5 separate regions of the Mus musculus genome follow, and all the other regions are linked to region 4. Evidence: chromatin contacts called from public Hi-C and promoter capture Hi-C data. All regions are on one chromosome and are shown on one strand. Each heading gives the region's core, a stretch centred on a gene start, on an enhancer-like site or on the middle of the called end of the contact. The rest is flanking DNA. Distances are from core to core; before and after follow the strand shown.

Region 1 (2,700 bases), core at 10-2,509, 1.1 Mb before region 4:
CTGAAGAAGGCAGCACTGATCACCTTTGAAACCCCTGGGACATGAACAGGGGCTATCCTGGTGTCCCACGCTTTAGGTCCACTGCCCCCACCCCCACCCCTCGCGGAGATTGCTGGCACGCAGAGGACACAGGTACCTGAGAACTCAGGAGGCAAATGCGGAAGGCCAATTGACCTCCAGCTTTCTTCTCTCCGGGTCTATCCATAAGGGCTACTGACTTTATCCTCCCACTAAACCACCTAAGACATAGTGGACAGCGAAAGGCCTTGCAAACGAGAGCTCTTTCCGCTTTAGAAACCCAGGCCCAGAATAAACAATGTGGAAGGAGACAGGAGAGTACTCTGGTTTCAACACGCCTCTTCCCGGTCCAGTACAGGCCCTTCCCAGCTCCGCCGGTGAGGGTGAGGCTAAGACTGAGGCTGGCCTGGGATAAATTAACCCCGCCCTCTCCGAACAGCTGCAGCAGGCAGAGGCTGCAAGGGAGACCCCAGCCCAGGGCCAGCTAGCCACTGACAGAGCAGGACACGAGGGTAGGATGCTCCTGGGCAGGGACAAGCACAGGCTGTCAGGGGTCCCAAGCTAGAGGGAACAGCAGCGCAGGACCCTCGGAGCGTCGCCACCGGCCAAGCAACCAGCCCGAGTTCCAGCCCGCCGCTGGCCAGGCCACTGACATTTGGCCCAACTTCCTGTTATCAAGGAGGGAGGAGAAGAAAGGAAGCAGAAAAATATAATAATAAAATAAAAATAAGCAAGGCGCTCTGTTAGAGGATGGGAAAGGTACGGGAGCCTAGATCGCACAGAGCAAAGTTTGGGGACGTTCCCCTGAACGATGACAGGCGACCCTGCTGCTGAAGGGCGCCTACTATGCGCGTGTGTTGGGTTTTCTGAGGTTAGAATGACAGTTTTGATTGGTGAAGAGCCCACGGCGCACCCCGCAGGTGGGTCTGAGATCCCGGACGGAACTGCCGCACCTGACCCTCCGGGGCGTCCAGTAGGGCGCGGAGTCCAGCCGGGACTGGCACAGTCCCCACCCGCTCCCGCACACCCCGGAGCCTTCTCCCACTCCGTCTTACCCAAGGTCTCGCGGGCCTCCAGGCCTCAGGTCAACACCTGCCTTTCTTGTCCTCTGTCTGAGGGCGCAGAAATCCGGGACCCAGCGGGCCGCCTGCCGAGCCCGGAGCTAGCGAGGCGGCCCGGCGCAGGCTGAGCCGGCCGGGTGCCTGCGGTTCTGTGAGCCGCGGAGGATCCGATTGGGACACGCCTCCATCGAGGTTCGGCCAATGACAGGGCCTCCGAAGGCGAGGCTCCACCCCATGCTTGAGACGCGCGACCAATGGTCATGCAGCGCGGAACCCACCCCAGCGCCCTCCCAGTTAGTACCAGGCTGGGGGTTGCTGTCACCATTGCAGCTTCGGACGCACGTGGGCTGAAGCCCTGCCCTAGCCGCTCCCACCCTGGCCACAGGTCGAAGACCCAGCCCTGGGCTGCTATGAGACGAACACCCGGCCTTGGTGTTCTGGTGTCCAGGGAGAGGGGAAAGCTGGGCCTCCCGAAGCTTTGCCTAGGCAGCTGGAAAGACAGCCTCACTGTCCCTTCTGGACTGGAGGGAACAGCAAAGGACTTCTAGGACTGCCTGGCCTTCTTGGGCCCTCATTTCTTGCTTTTCTGCATGCAATCTTCCTTGCTTGGGTCTTCTCTTGAACTGGCCTTGCTTGGGCTAAAGCTGTGGGAAATGGGGTAGTGACACAGACCAATCGCACTGACTGGGTCGCTCGCACTTTCTCTTTCTTGGCTGTCGAATGGCTAACCCCTGTTTCTGATCGCTTTCATGAATGACCATGCCTCTCACAGTTTCAGCGAAAATTCTGAATGAATGGTTCGGGCTCGAAGTCCTGAGAAATTCATACGGACACTGCGACAGCAGTGAAAATAGGATTCAAGTGGACTGACTCACCCCTGGGGCCCGCAGCCCATCATTCAGCTTGGCCCAATGCAGAGTCCATAAATGTTCTTGAAACTGAGCTGACCCAGCGGGAGGAAAGCAGGCAGGCTTGGGCGGCGAAGGCAAACAGTACCATGACTCCAGGCTGCTGGAATTCCCCGGGTACCACCCTCTGGAGAGCATGCCCCTTGGCCAGGCAAGTGCAGGCAGCAATTCCTCCACCCCCAAACCTGGGGCCCGTCTTTTTCTATACTCTTTGCGTTTCCATCATCCAGGCCTTGGGGTTTCTCAGAGTTTGCCTCTCAGCGTCCTTAGGATTCACTCCACTTCTGTGGATGCGTTTTTATACCTGGTACTCAACCCCACTCAGTCTGCAAAACTCATCACTGACTCTAAGAGGGACAGTACTTGACTCTGGTGGGACTCTAACCATGTCACCACCAATCAATGAACACCTTCCATGCATCATCTCATTTAAACCCAGACCTAGAGATTGATCTTTTCAATATCCTCATCCCCTTTCACAGATGGGGGAACTGAGATCTGTAATACAGAGTCATTTACCAAGACCGTGTGCATATTAACGTGTCTGTATTTAAACGGGGAACTGATTCCAAGTCAACATACACAACCGTGAAGTGAGGCCTCTATAGCCATTCCTGGGCCTCCGAGAACCCTGGACTTGTAAGATCTCTAGAAGAACTGCCAATTGATCTGAGCACACTATAGAGCTCACATCTGGCTGCTGTCAGGGAAAG
Region 2 (2,700 bases), core at 107-2,606, 1.1 Mb after region 4:
AAACTCAATCTGTAGTGGAGGCAGGCCTTGAATTTGAAATTTCTCCTATTTTTGCCTTGATAGCTTAGATTTCAAAGTTGAACTACCAGACTTAGTTTGGACTATTTTAGGTGAATTTGAACGTGTGTATATTCTATCAAAAAGCTGTTATTAGTATACTTGAGATCAGGAACTCAGTGTGTAGCTAGCTGTAAATCTGTAATAAAGAGTAGTCTTGAAATCCTCTTGCCTCAGACTCCGATTGCTGGAATTATAGACAGAGACACCATGCCCAGATAAAACAAACCAAAATAAACAAAGGGGAAGAGTATTTGTAGAGTCGATTGACTCATCTCCAAATACTCAAAATGTCAGGGTAAGATTTATGCTTATTGTTTTGTGATCTTTACATTTCACAATGAATTTACTATATACTTAGAATGAAGAAAGTGTTAAAATGTTACACAAGTTTTTGCCGAATAGGGCTGAACGCATCTTTCCTAGTAAAATTTAGGACCAAACTGAACACAATCTGAAACGTGCAATTTCTCACATTCCCAACGGAATATGCCAGATGATTTGAATATTTCAAAAGGGAAGGCAGAACTTGATTCTAAACAAACAGATGGGCAGTGGTATTCATTTCTACTTATTGAAACATCGTTTAATGAAAGGGAGAAAGTAAAAAATGAGTGAACGAAAGTCCCATTATAAAACATTCCAAGAGACTATTTTTGAATATTCGATGTTAGGCCTCACAGACTTTTGAAGAAAAAAATTGTGAAAACGAATAAATGTGCCTACGATCAGAATAGGAAGAAACCCGGGGGCGATATGCAGGCGTGTCCCCAGCCGCGGGCCCCGCGCCCCTGCTGGGGCCTGCTGAGAACCGAGGCCCGGAGGCCCAGTCCGACCGGCTTCCACACCGAGCGAGCGCCCAGGGACTCGCTCCGCGCGAAGGTCAGGTCGAGCTGAGCCTCCCGGCTCCCGAGAGCTCCACCCTCCCCTCCTGCTCTCCCTCCCCTCAGCGGCCCCCTAAGGGGACAGGCGGGGCGCTGGGTGAAGGGGGGTGGGGTGGCGTCCTCAGAGGGAAAGGCTCCGCCGCCCTAGAGTGGCGGCCTCGGGTTATTAATAAACTCCGATTCTGCCCGGGCTGCGCTACGAAGGCGGCCGTAGGATCGGCCAGGCCTGAGGACCAGCATAAGCAGCTGGAGGGAGAGCCGGGGCCCGAGTGGGCCCGCGCCGCCGCACTGAGGGCGGCGGCCGGGCGGAGAATAATGCACACTGGGTAAAAACACATTTATATACGAACCTCCGAGAAAATTTTCCAACAATTCCTTCGTCCGACCACCATGCACCAGGACAGGAAACAGCCGCCCGGCCCCCAAGCCCCGCAACCCGCATAGCAATTCTGAGTCCCGCCCCTACCCTCCATTGGGCTGTCTTTACGTCACTCACTGGAAGACTCTTGCTCTCGATTGGTCTAGATTTAGCTGACGGGCAGGAAACCGCCACTAACTACGCCCACCTCACCTGCGTCATTGTTGCCTGACCTTCCTACCCGCTCATGAGTGGCTGGCGCCAGGTACGGAATCAAAGCTTCTGTGCCTGACTGGATGGCGAAACTGCTCATCGCGGACCACTCCGCCCCACGGACGAGTGAATTATGCCGATTCTGGGGCCCCAGCGGGAGGCGCCATTTTGTAGCAAGGGAGGGAGGTTCGTCCTTTTGATTGCCCGGGAGGGAAATAGGGTGATGGGCGCCATTTTCCCTACAGGGCTAATGTGGAACCCATGGAGCTCCCGGTGGCCCTGCCGGAGCGTGTATCGGAGGCCGGATGGGCCTTGCCTTTCTATTGCCGAGTGTTATTTCATTGGAAGGTTAGAGGAAGGCAGGAGGGCGGCCCGAACCTCCCACGCGCTCCCTAGGGGCTCTCGGAGTCGGCCGAGGCCTTCGCTTTGGGTCTCTGTGCCTAGCGCAGCTGATGCCGGAGACTGGGTTCGGAACCTGCCTGCCCTTCCCCAATCTCCGGGCATGACCATGCCATGGGAGGTTGAGCTTTCTGCTTCTGCGGAGATCCCGGCGGAGCCGAGCTTCCGCTGGGAGGCAAAGCGAATGCTCTTAGTGTGTCCGTGGACTTGTGGTCGCTCGGGTCCTTTGCATGCGCTTTCCCTGTTTTGTGAAACTGAAGGATGAAGAAAGCATCTGTTGGGCTCTTTAACCTATTGAGACATTAGTTGTGGCATGTGGTACGTTTTTTTTTTTTTTTAATCCTCTCGGCCCAACCCTTAAGCCATTTCCAATACAAGGCATTTCAGATAAGAGTGCAGTAGCCGCAGTACCAGGTGTATATTCCAATAAGATGAGGAGGTTGACCAGCATTAGCCGTCAGTCACTTGCATTTCAGGTGATGTCATTGATGAAGTCGAAAAATAGCCGGGAGAAACTTGAGTTTGTAACTAAATCTAGTCGGAACCTACAGTATTACCTTCTCTTGCCCTCACCCCATCTGAGACTTTAGTTTGCAGTATAGTTCAGTAGGCTATGAATTTAACCGGAGAGTATATCCCTAAGTGCTAAGAGTAGGCTGTATAGCCTATGCCACATAAGGCCCAATAAATCACAATTTTAAAATATTAATCTAACCAGGGCATAGTTACATAATCGGTACTCAAATGTCATTTGAAGGATCTCAGGACTTAGAATATACATCCTTTTAT
Region 3 (2,700 bases), core at 69-2,568, 1.0 Mb before region 4:
AGCAGCTATTGCTCTAACCACCCCACCCCACTTCGTTTCTCAGGGATCAGGTGTGTAGGCCTGGAGCCCTGCAGATACAACCAAGCTCCTGGTTCCTCGTGGGTGGCAGGGGAGGGGCTGGTGAAGAGACTCCAGTGAGTCTGTGACCTGTGCTAGCTACCCCAGAGGACAGATGAGGCATGTTCCAGTTTGGCTTTCTGTTGCTGTGATAAAGATCATGATTAAAAGCCACTCAGGGAGGAAAGGGTTCATTGCGTCTTACAGGTTTATACTCCAGCATCAAGGAAGCCAGGCCTGGAGCTCAGGACGTGAGGTAGAGCCAATGGAGGAAGGTCACTGTCTTTTGCTCTTCTGGCTTGCTCAGCCACTTTTCTTACACAGCCTTGGCTCAACTGCCTGTTGGTGGTATCACCCCTAGTGGCTGGGATCGCCTACATCAATTAGCAGTTAAGAAAATGCTGCAACGGACAGACCAAACCAATGGAGGCAGTTTCTCAGCTGAGGTGTTTTTTCCCCACGTGGCTCTAGTTTGTGTCAAGTTGACAAAAAATTAGCCAGCACAGGGAAGAAATGAGAAAAAGATCAGGAGATGCGGAGAGGGGGGAGGGGAGGGGAGGGGAGGGGAGGGGAGGGGAGGGGAGGGGAGAGAGAGATGTCAGGGAAACTGATGAGGAAGAATCAGGATAGATAAAGAAGTGGGAGAAGGGTTTTCGGAAACACTTTTTAAAAAAATTTTTAATTTAATTTAATTTTTTAGTACCCCTTTTCTAGGCACTGAAGAGATAACTGTCAATAGACCAGGTTGCTATCTCAGGTACACAGCCCATTTTCAAGCCCTGACCCCTCTTCATGAATCGTGCGTATTAAGTAGGAATTACATGTACAGCTGTAGCCTGCAGCATACATCAAGCTACGTTACAGACCATACTAGTTTGGCAGTACTGGGACTGTTGGTGTCCATCCTAGCTACTTTGCTATGTCGCCTGTCTAGGGACTTGCTGACATTCTGTTGACCCATTCTCATGGCCAAAAGTGGATTTTCCTGGCTGGGTACTGTCTAGACTACCTTGTAATGGCTGAGGGGCTGGGATTCCATCCCTTAGGACTGCGTCCAAGGCAGAGGCAGGCTTAGAGCTAGCAAGGTGAGACTCAAGAAGGCTGTAAAATGTAGTAGAAGCCTGGGCTATCGCGGAGGTAGGGGGCTGCCAGGAAGAGGATAGATTCCTGCAGACTGGCCCTCCCAGGATTTAGAGGCTGGAGTGAGCTGAGGTCGCAGACGGCCTGGAGAGCGATTGGCTGTGCGACCGCCCCTCCCGCCGGGCGGAGGCGTGGTGGACTGGGGGGGCGCAGGCTGCAGGCTTTCTGGATACAGGCGCTTTTGCATCCTAGCCGCACACAGTGCCTCTCCAGCTGCTCTGTGGCAGCCCAGCTACCGGTCGTGACCAGATCCAGCTTGCAGCTCAGCTTTGTTCATTCGAATTGGGTGAGCGGTGGTCATCGTCGTGGAGATAGCCCAGCTGGGTCTCCCTTAGTTAGAGATGGGGGGCTCCATGCATTTGCATCGCGATGGGAGGAGGATGAACTGGGAGGAGGGCTCTGCTGATCTCTGCTTGGGGCTAGGAGAGGCTTGAGCCTGTGTCAGGGTCCAAGAGATCCCAGTAATAGAATTGATGGGGAAATAGTAAAGGAAGGGACGGGACTCGAACCCGTAGTCCAGATAATGTCTCCTGATTCGGGCAAGTGGTCTGCTATTAAGAGTAGAAGACTTGAGTTCCTTGGTTCCGGAGCTGGGGTTTCCATAAGCGTGTCAAGTGGAGCTCTTCCTGGGTACTAGAACGGGGTTTGGGGGCTTAGAGTGCAGAGGGCACCCAGGCTGGAGAGGAGTAGTGGTCACCACTGTTTCCAGCAGGGATTGAGTCTGGGAGGGGGCTGGGTATCGCTCCATCTGGGGGCGGGCAGAGCAGCGGGGCGGGGCGGGACGGGCAAGAGGGGTGGTCCTGCAGTCTTTGATAGCTTTCCGGGACACACAGGCGGCGGCCAGCGCGGAACAAACATGCAGCGGCTCGGGGGTATTTTGCTGTGTACACTGCTGGCGGCGGCGGTCCCCACTGCTCCTGCTCCTTCCCCGACGGTCACTTGGACTCCGGCGGAGCCGGGCCCAGCTCTCAACTACCCTCAGGAGGAAGCTACGCTCAATGAGATGTTTCGAGAGGTGGAGGAGCTGATGGAAGACACTCAGCACAAACTGCGCAGTGCCGTGGAGGAGGTGGGTGCACCCTGAGGGCGCCTGGCTCTGAAAGTGCGAGAATGAGAAAGGGAGTGGGCCGGGGGCTTGGCGGGGGTGGGGTGGGGGGGATATTTCTAGCGATGGTTGCAGCACTGGCCAAAGACTTGGCTTTGTGCAGAGCTGGAAAAAAGGCCTGACAGCAGACGTGGAGTGCCCTGAGTGCAGCGCTGGGTGATTCTTACTCTCAGCCGGTTCTGTCTGCCTGCCGAAAGTCTGAATGCATCCCTGTCCAGCAAGGGAGGTTTGGTGGAATTCTTCCTAAGGAGCAGGAGCCACTGTGTCGCAGCTGGCTGTCCCCTGTTGGAGCTGAGCTGAGGTTGGGGCCACTCGGGTGTCTCAGCGCAATGGGTTTGCAGAGGCTGGGGCAGCTGCAGACAGCTTCAAGTTCCAACGTGTCCCTTGGGCATTGAGCC
Region 4 (2,700 bases), core at 69-2,568:
TGCATACCTTTAATTCCAGCACAGGAGGCAGGGGCAGGCAGATCTCTATGAGTTCAAGGCCAGCCTAGTCTAGAGAGCAAGTTCTAGGGCAGCCAAGGCTACACAAAGAAACCCTGTCTCAAATATCAAAACAAAACAAAAAGTACATAAAACAGCCCCTGGCTCCTACAGTGCACTCTATAAACAGTATTATTATCTTTATTTGCTGAGTCCTACATTGCCTGTATTTTTCTCTCAACCAACATATATTATAATCATAACTGTATATAAATATATAATAAATTATAATTTGACACAGCAATTAACAGAAAAAAATCTGTATGTTTCAAGAACAGTAGACTCGTCAGCATATAGAGCCTAAGTTAAATCCTAGTCTTTAATTAAACACGAATATGTTTAATTATTCTTCCCATTGTCTTATTTTTGAGTTTTTTTTCCAATTTACAAAGACACAAACCAGGTATGTGAAGTTCACATTGGGGACATATATAAAAATATATAATAAACAAAATCTTATTCCAAAATTATACTGAAGCTTGATGACTGCCATCAGTCCTGATAACTACTATTAAGGGTTAGGCTTCGCGGGGCATGGTGGCACATGCTTTTTAATCCCTACACACAGGACCTCAAGCCTGGCCATGCCCTTTTGGAAAAGAGGGAGAACGGGGATAGATGGCTTAAACACCCAAATGTTGCCAGCCCACCCAACAGAGATGAGTTGGTAACGCTGAGGTAAACCTCAGAAAAAGAAGAGTTCTAAGGATTTTCCCTTTCGTCCTGCTGGGCCACCTGGGAGGCCAAACATCAGGCGTGCCCTTGGCCTGGCCTAACCCCCCGGCTGGTAAAGGTTTATGCACGCCGAGTAAGGTGAGTTTTTTCTTCCCGCTTCCAAGCACTGAGTGACCGGGCCACCATCAGCCTAGGCTGGCGAGCTCAGGATCCATAGCTGTCTCAGCAGTCCTTGCAGAGCGACAGAGCTGAGGGAAATGCCGACTGGGCCGCCATCTGTCTGTCAGCATCAGCCACGTGGAACTGGAGGAGCCCCGGAATCTGCTCTCTAAACCCGCGCCAGGCCCACGGCGTGCCGGGGAATTCAGAAAACAATGGCTTCGCCCGCCAGCCCGGAGCCCAGAGCCGGCTAGGCGGCTCCCAGGTCACACCGCGCCTCAACCAAACTTGGGCTCTTAGTCCCGCCTCGCTGCTCAGCGCGGATTGGCGGTAGGGATGAGCTCTGTCGCTGATTGGACAGCGGCGAAGTCGCTCCTGCAGACCATCGCGTCTGGCCGCAGTGGAGCTCTAAGAGTCCCTGAATTCAGACTTCAGGCCGCGCCGTCCGAGAGTCGGGGCCCTTTGAGGTGGCTTAGGCGGTATCCCTGAGTTGACAGCATCACCCCGTCCCGCGTCCTCCTCTCCTCTGTTTTGTTTTTCATCTCTCCCTCCTCCCTCCAGTCCCCGACGACTGGCCCTAGACCCTCGCTGAAGGTGAGCTGAGCCACCGGCGAGTGGGCCGCTCCGAAATGGCCGCTGCCTTGAGCTGTCTAAAATGGCGGTCTCGTGCTCGGCTGGGGACCGCGACGCGGCTCTGCAGCCCAGCCGCAGCCGAGACGGTAGGGCGATGGAGATGGAGTGGAAAGGTGTTGGGTGTGTTGACACGACTTCATGTCGATGGCACAGTCGACATTCCTGGGGCGAGAGGAATCCTGTGTCACCCACTGGTAGGCTAGGGCAAGAAGCATGCCTCCGGGGGCGTGGTGCTCTGCGAGCAGTGCACGCCTGGCCCGGAGGGATGGCTGTCACTGGCCGCAGGGCGAAGTGACCGCGTTGAAATACTTCTAGGTCCTAGTGGAGCTGCCCGGCCCCTTCTGCTTCTTAACCTTTGCGATTGGCCTGCGCTCCCGTTCACACCTAGGGCCGCCTGGCAGCAAAAGGCCCCTAAGGGGAGACCCTAGTGTTCCCTGAAAGGAACTGGAAACTTAGGAGGGCAGATGCTTTGTCCCCAAGAGCTGCTGGGATGTACCTCAGAAGAGAAAGGAATACGGGGCCCTTTTAAGAAAACAAAGCTACTTTTTTTTGTGCCCACTTGACAACGAGGTGGGGAAACTTCATTTTATGGTGAACCAGTGGCTCCGAGAAGCTCTCTGTTTTGCTAAATTTAAATCGAGGCTGGAAGGAGAGTCCACTGCTAAGGAATAGGTTTTCTAACTACTGCCTAGTTTAAGATTGCTGCCTTCGCCTGTTACAACACGCTGGCAATCTGTTTGTACACACACACCAACCTCTAGTACCAAATGCTCGTTATGCTTGATGAAGTAGAAAACTCCCAAGTACTGTCGAGGCACGTGGGCTGCACAGTCAGTTTGGGAACTCTGTTCATTCTTCACTGACTAAATGTGTTAACCTAGCAGGTGCCAACTTCCCTGTATCTTTCTCTAAAATGCAGTCGTTGATAATCTCAGGTTCTTGACAATTAGATGAATTAACCTTTATGAGGAATTGGGCACAGATACTAACAGGCCACAGAAAATAAGAGAGTTACTCAGTAAGCATTAATTGTTAGATCGGGGACAGACTGGTTATAGTAACAGCATATGTCATGTAACACTTGCATATCTGATTCCACTTTAGATTGAGTTTTTAGTTTTAGAGATATTGAAATGGGGCTGTATTTAAAAAAAAAAAAAAAACTCAGTTGGTTTT
Region 5 (2,700 bases), core at 15-2,514, 1.0 Mb after region 4:
CGTGCCCCCCAAATTACAGGCCCGGACACCGGATTTAACAGGCACCATATGGCTCGGAGTGTCAGGTGGCCAGCAGCAATCCGGCACCCTGGCACACCGGACCACCGAGACCCAATACTCAACCACCTGGACAGCGGGGACCAGGCCCTTTGTAAAGTGGAGTAGTTACAGACCAGGCCCATTGTTCAGTTACATAATCTTAACCGACAACTTCTAGGCAGAGCCAAAAAGGGGGGCTGCCAACTTTTTTTTTTTTTTTGAGTGGCGGCGCAGGACAGCGAGCGGGGTGCGGCGGGGCGGTTATGTAACCGAACCCGGGCAGTGGCGCGCAGGGCTGCAGCGCCGCGGCCTTTTTTTTTAAAGGCCCTGGAGCCGGCTCCTCCGCCCCCTCCATTACCTTGGGAGTGTGCGGCGTGTCGAACAGGCGCAGCTTGCGGAAGGTCTTGTGCGGAGGGGTGCTCGGGTAGTCGGGCTGCGGCGAGCAGGGGTCGTCCATGGCTCGCGGAGCCCCGCAACCCTGCGGGGAGGCATCCCCTGGGCCGCCGCAGCGCACTGGCGAGAACGGGCTGCTCAGAAAGTAGGCGGTCGAAGGTGATTTGACGGGCGACGAGGAGCCGAAACCCTCCTCCTCCCAAGAGTCGCCCTCGGCGCCTCCACCCGCCGCTTGCGCGCCTCCGCCGCCGCCCTGCAGCAGCAAGTCGTCCTCCAGCTCTCCCGGGCTGCTGGGCTCCGCGCCGGGCGAGCGACGGCGGCGCTCGGCCTCGGCCTCGGCAGGGCTGCGTGCAGAAGGCAGGGGCGAATCCGGTTCCTGGAAGGCCGAGTCCTCCCCCGTACTGTGGCCGCTGCCTTCCTCCTCCTCCTCCTCCTCTTCCTCACAGTCGCTGCCCGGCGAGAAGATGAGCTTCTGCCGCAGACTGTAAGCGGCTCCTACGCGGCGGGTGGGCGGCGGCTGCTGTCGGCTCAGGAAGCTCATTTCCCGGCTGCAGTCACGGCGGAGCACGGGAGAACACAGGACCGGCGAGCAGAGGCCGGCGGCGTCCAGGTCGCGGCTGGCACAGGGGGCGGGTCCGCCACGTGCGATCGGGCGCGCCGGGCTGAGGCTGCAGCGGGCCTGCGCGGCGGCAACTCCGAGGCCCGTCAAGCTCACGACGGGGCGACGGCGACGGCTGCGGCGCGGGATGTCCAGCGGAGACTGGCCGGTCCAGTGCTGGCGAAAGGCTCCGCAAGTTCGTCCGCAAGTTCGGGTTCCGCGGCTTCCCGCGACCGTTAACCACGTGAGGGCCCAGCCCACCAATCCCCGCCCAGCCCCGGTTTGAAAAAACAGGGAGGGCGCGACGTAGCCCACGGGGGAGGAACCAGCTACGCGATTTTGGCGGGAACTCGCTGACTCCGCCCCACAGCCTAGGCGCGCCGCCAGTCGTGGGCGGGTCGCGGCATCCCGGGCCAATGAGTGGGCCTGGATTGCACAGAACCCCACCCAGAGTCTATGTTTAGAGGACCGGAGCCTGCCGGGAGCCGCCCTGCGAGGAGGGGCGAGAGGACGGCGGCTACTGCCCAGTGCTGGCCTTGGGTCGGCCTCCCTGTCTCCGGGTTCAGAAGCATCCGGACACCGTGCAGCCTTTGGGGACGCCTAGAAGCCTGGTCCAACCCCAGGTTCTGAGGCCCGACCCCTGGGGCGTTCTGGGCGTGGCTGTGTCCAGTCACGTTCTATAGTCGCGGTCCGAGCCGGAAACAGTGACCGAGCTCTGGACCTTGCCCAGCGCGAAACTCAGATAATGAGCTGCAGGACTAGGACACAGAGGTGGCCTCTCACACAGTCTTGTGTCCCTCACAGCCAGACTTATCCGTGATAATTGGTCCTGCCACAAGCCCGAATGCCTGACCTGCAACCGTGGTGTTTATATTTGTTCGCTTACACGTGAGAGTGCGCTAGCCAAACTGATTGGTCCCGGGAGAGAAAAAAAACAAAACAAAACTGAAGTGTAACAGAGGTGAGTGCTGGCGCACACACCTGTGATTCAAACAGTCTGGAAGCTGAGGCAGGAGGACCAGAAGTTTAAAACCCCTTTGCTCTGTAGTGGTCCTGTCTCATAATTTCCAGGAAAAAATAAGTTTCCACAACCTTCTCAACCGTAACTTAAATCTGTTTACAACAAGTGTGTTCCTATTTTGTATGCTATGATCAATCATTTCTCCTTGTTACGGTTTTGTTTTTTTTTTTTTTAGCATTCTCTGCTGGAGTGGGAATTACTGAGGCCAGACTGTCATACAGAAAAGTAGGTTTCTTTTTCACTAGGAAATTAGAACCCACTTTTGGGGAACTGAGGCCATCAGTAGAAAGCTTGATGTTTTTTAATGTAGATTCACATTATCTGGATAATAGCCTATTATACTCTTCTGTTGTCATTTACTGTAGTTAGGAGTACTAATGTGTGTGTGAGCTTTTTTTAACACTTCAAAGGCTGAAAAGTCAAACTGATTTTTGTTTTTGAGACCTGCCTTTGCCGTGTAGCCCGATTATTTGAACCACCTCCAGAGTGCTGGGATTATAGACCTGTGCACCTGCCAGGCCAGGCTGATGGACTGATCTTTGGTTTGGTTTGGTTTGGTTTTGTCTTGTTTTGTTTTCAAGATAAGAAAACTGTGTAGCCCTAGCTGACCACTAACTCACAGGGATCCATTTGACTTGGGAGTTCTGAC

The links. Promoter capture Hi-C pulls out the DNA fragments that hold promoters and counts their contacts. Hi-C and Micro-C count contacts between places; a contact is called where the count stands out from the background.
Region 1: a contact with region 4 is called in a promoter capture Hi-C map of embryonic stem cells, with 4 times the contacts expected there. The contact joins the promoter of Mical2 here to the promoter of 1700012D14Rik in region 4. A contact is called at or near these places in 1 of 39 promoter capture datasets (embryonic stem cells) and 1 of 115 datasets of contacts at active chromatin or transcription factors (astrocytes).
Region 2: a promoter capture Hi-C map of pre-B cells shows a contact between it and region 4, with 7 times the contacts expected there. The contact joins the promoter of Zfp143 here to the promoter of 1700012D14Rik in region 4. A contact is called at or near these places in 6 of 39 promoter capture datasets (the C10 cell line, the HPC-7 cell line, cranial neural crest and 3 more).
Region 3: a Hi-C map of B cells shows a contact between it and region 4, with 8 read pairs. The contact joins the promoter of Dkk3 here to the promoter of 1700012D14Rik in region 4. A contact is called at or near these places in 4 of 39 promoter capture datasets (cranial neural crest, embryonic stem cells, hippocampal neurons and 1 more), 1 of 484 Hi-C or Micro-C datasets (B cells) and 1 of 115 datasets of contacts at active chromatin or transcription factors (astrocytes).
Region 5: a contact with region 4 is called in a promoter capture Hi-C map of pre-B cells, with 6 times the contacts expected there. The contact joins the promoter of Wee1 here to the promoter of 1700012D14Rik in region 4. A contact is called at or near these places in 7 of 39 promoter capture datasets (the HPC-7 cell line, cranial neural crest, hippocampal neurons and 4 more), 2 of 115 datasets of contacts at active chromatin or transcription factors (astrocytes and pro-B cells) and 1 of 9 other capture datasets (liver).

The regions. Positions count from the first base shown.
Region 1 is chr7:112,224,395-112,227,094 of GRCm38.p6, reverse strand. It overlaps Mical2 (microtubule associated monooxygenase, calponin and LIM domain containing 2), which reads right to left and starts at 1,259. Exons shown (of 26, transcript NM_001193305.1): 1 at 1,074-1,259.
Region 2 is chr7:110,060,367-110,063,066 of GRCm38.p6, reverse strand. It overlaps Zfp143 (zinc finger protein 143), which reads right to left and starts at 1,356. Exons shown (of 16, transcript NM_001374618.1): 1 at 1,292-1,356.
Region 3 is chr7:112,157,749-112,160,448 of GRCm38.p6, reverse strand. It overlaps Dkk3 (dickkopf WNT signaling pathway inhibitor 3), which reads left to right and starts at 1,318. Exons shown (of 8, transcript NM_015814.3): 1 at 1,318-1,483; 2 at 2,031-2,266. The coding sequence starts at 2,054.
Region 4 is chr7:111,121,293-111,123,992 of GRCm38.p6, reverse strand. 1700012D14Rik (RIKEN cDNA 1700012D14 gene) reads left to right here and starts at 1,318. Exons shown (of 3, transcript NR_015573.2): 1 at 1,318-1,610.
Region 5 is chr7:110,120,623-110,123,322 of GRCm38.p6, reverse strand. It overlaps Wee1 (WEE 1 homolog 1 (S. pombe)), which reads right to left and starts at 1,264. Exons shown (of 11, transcript NM_009516.3): 1 at 398-1,264. The coding sequence starts at 973.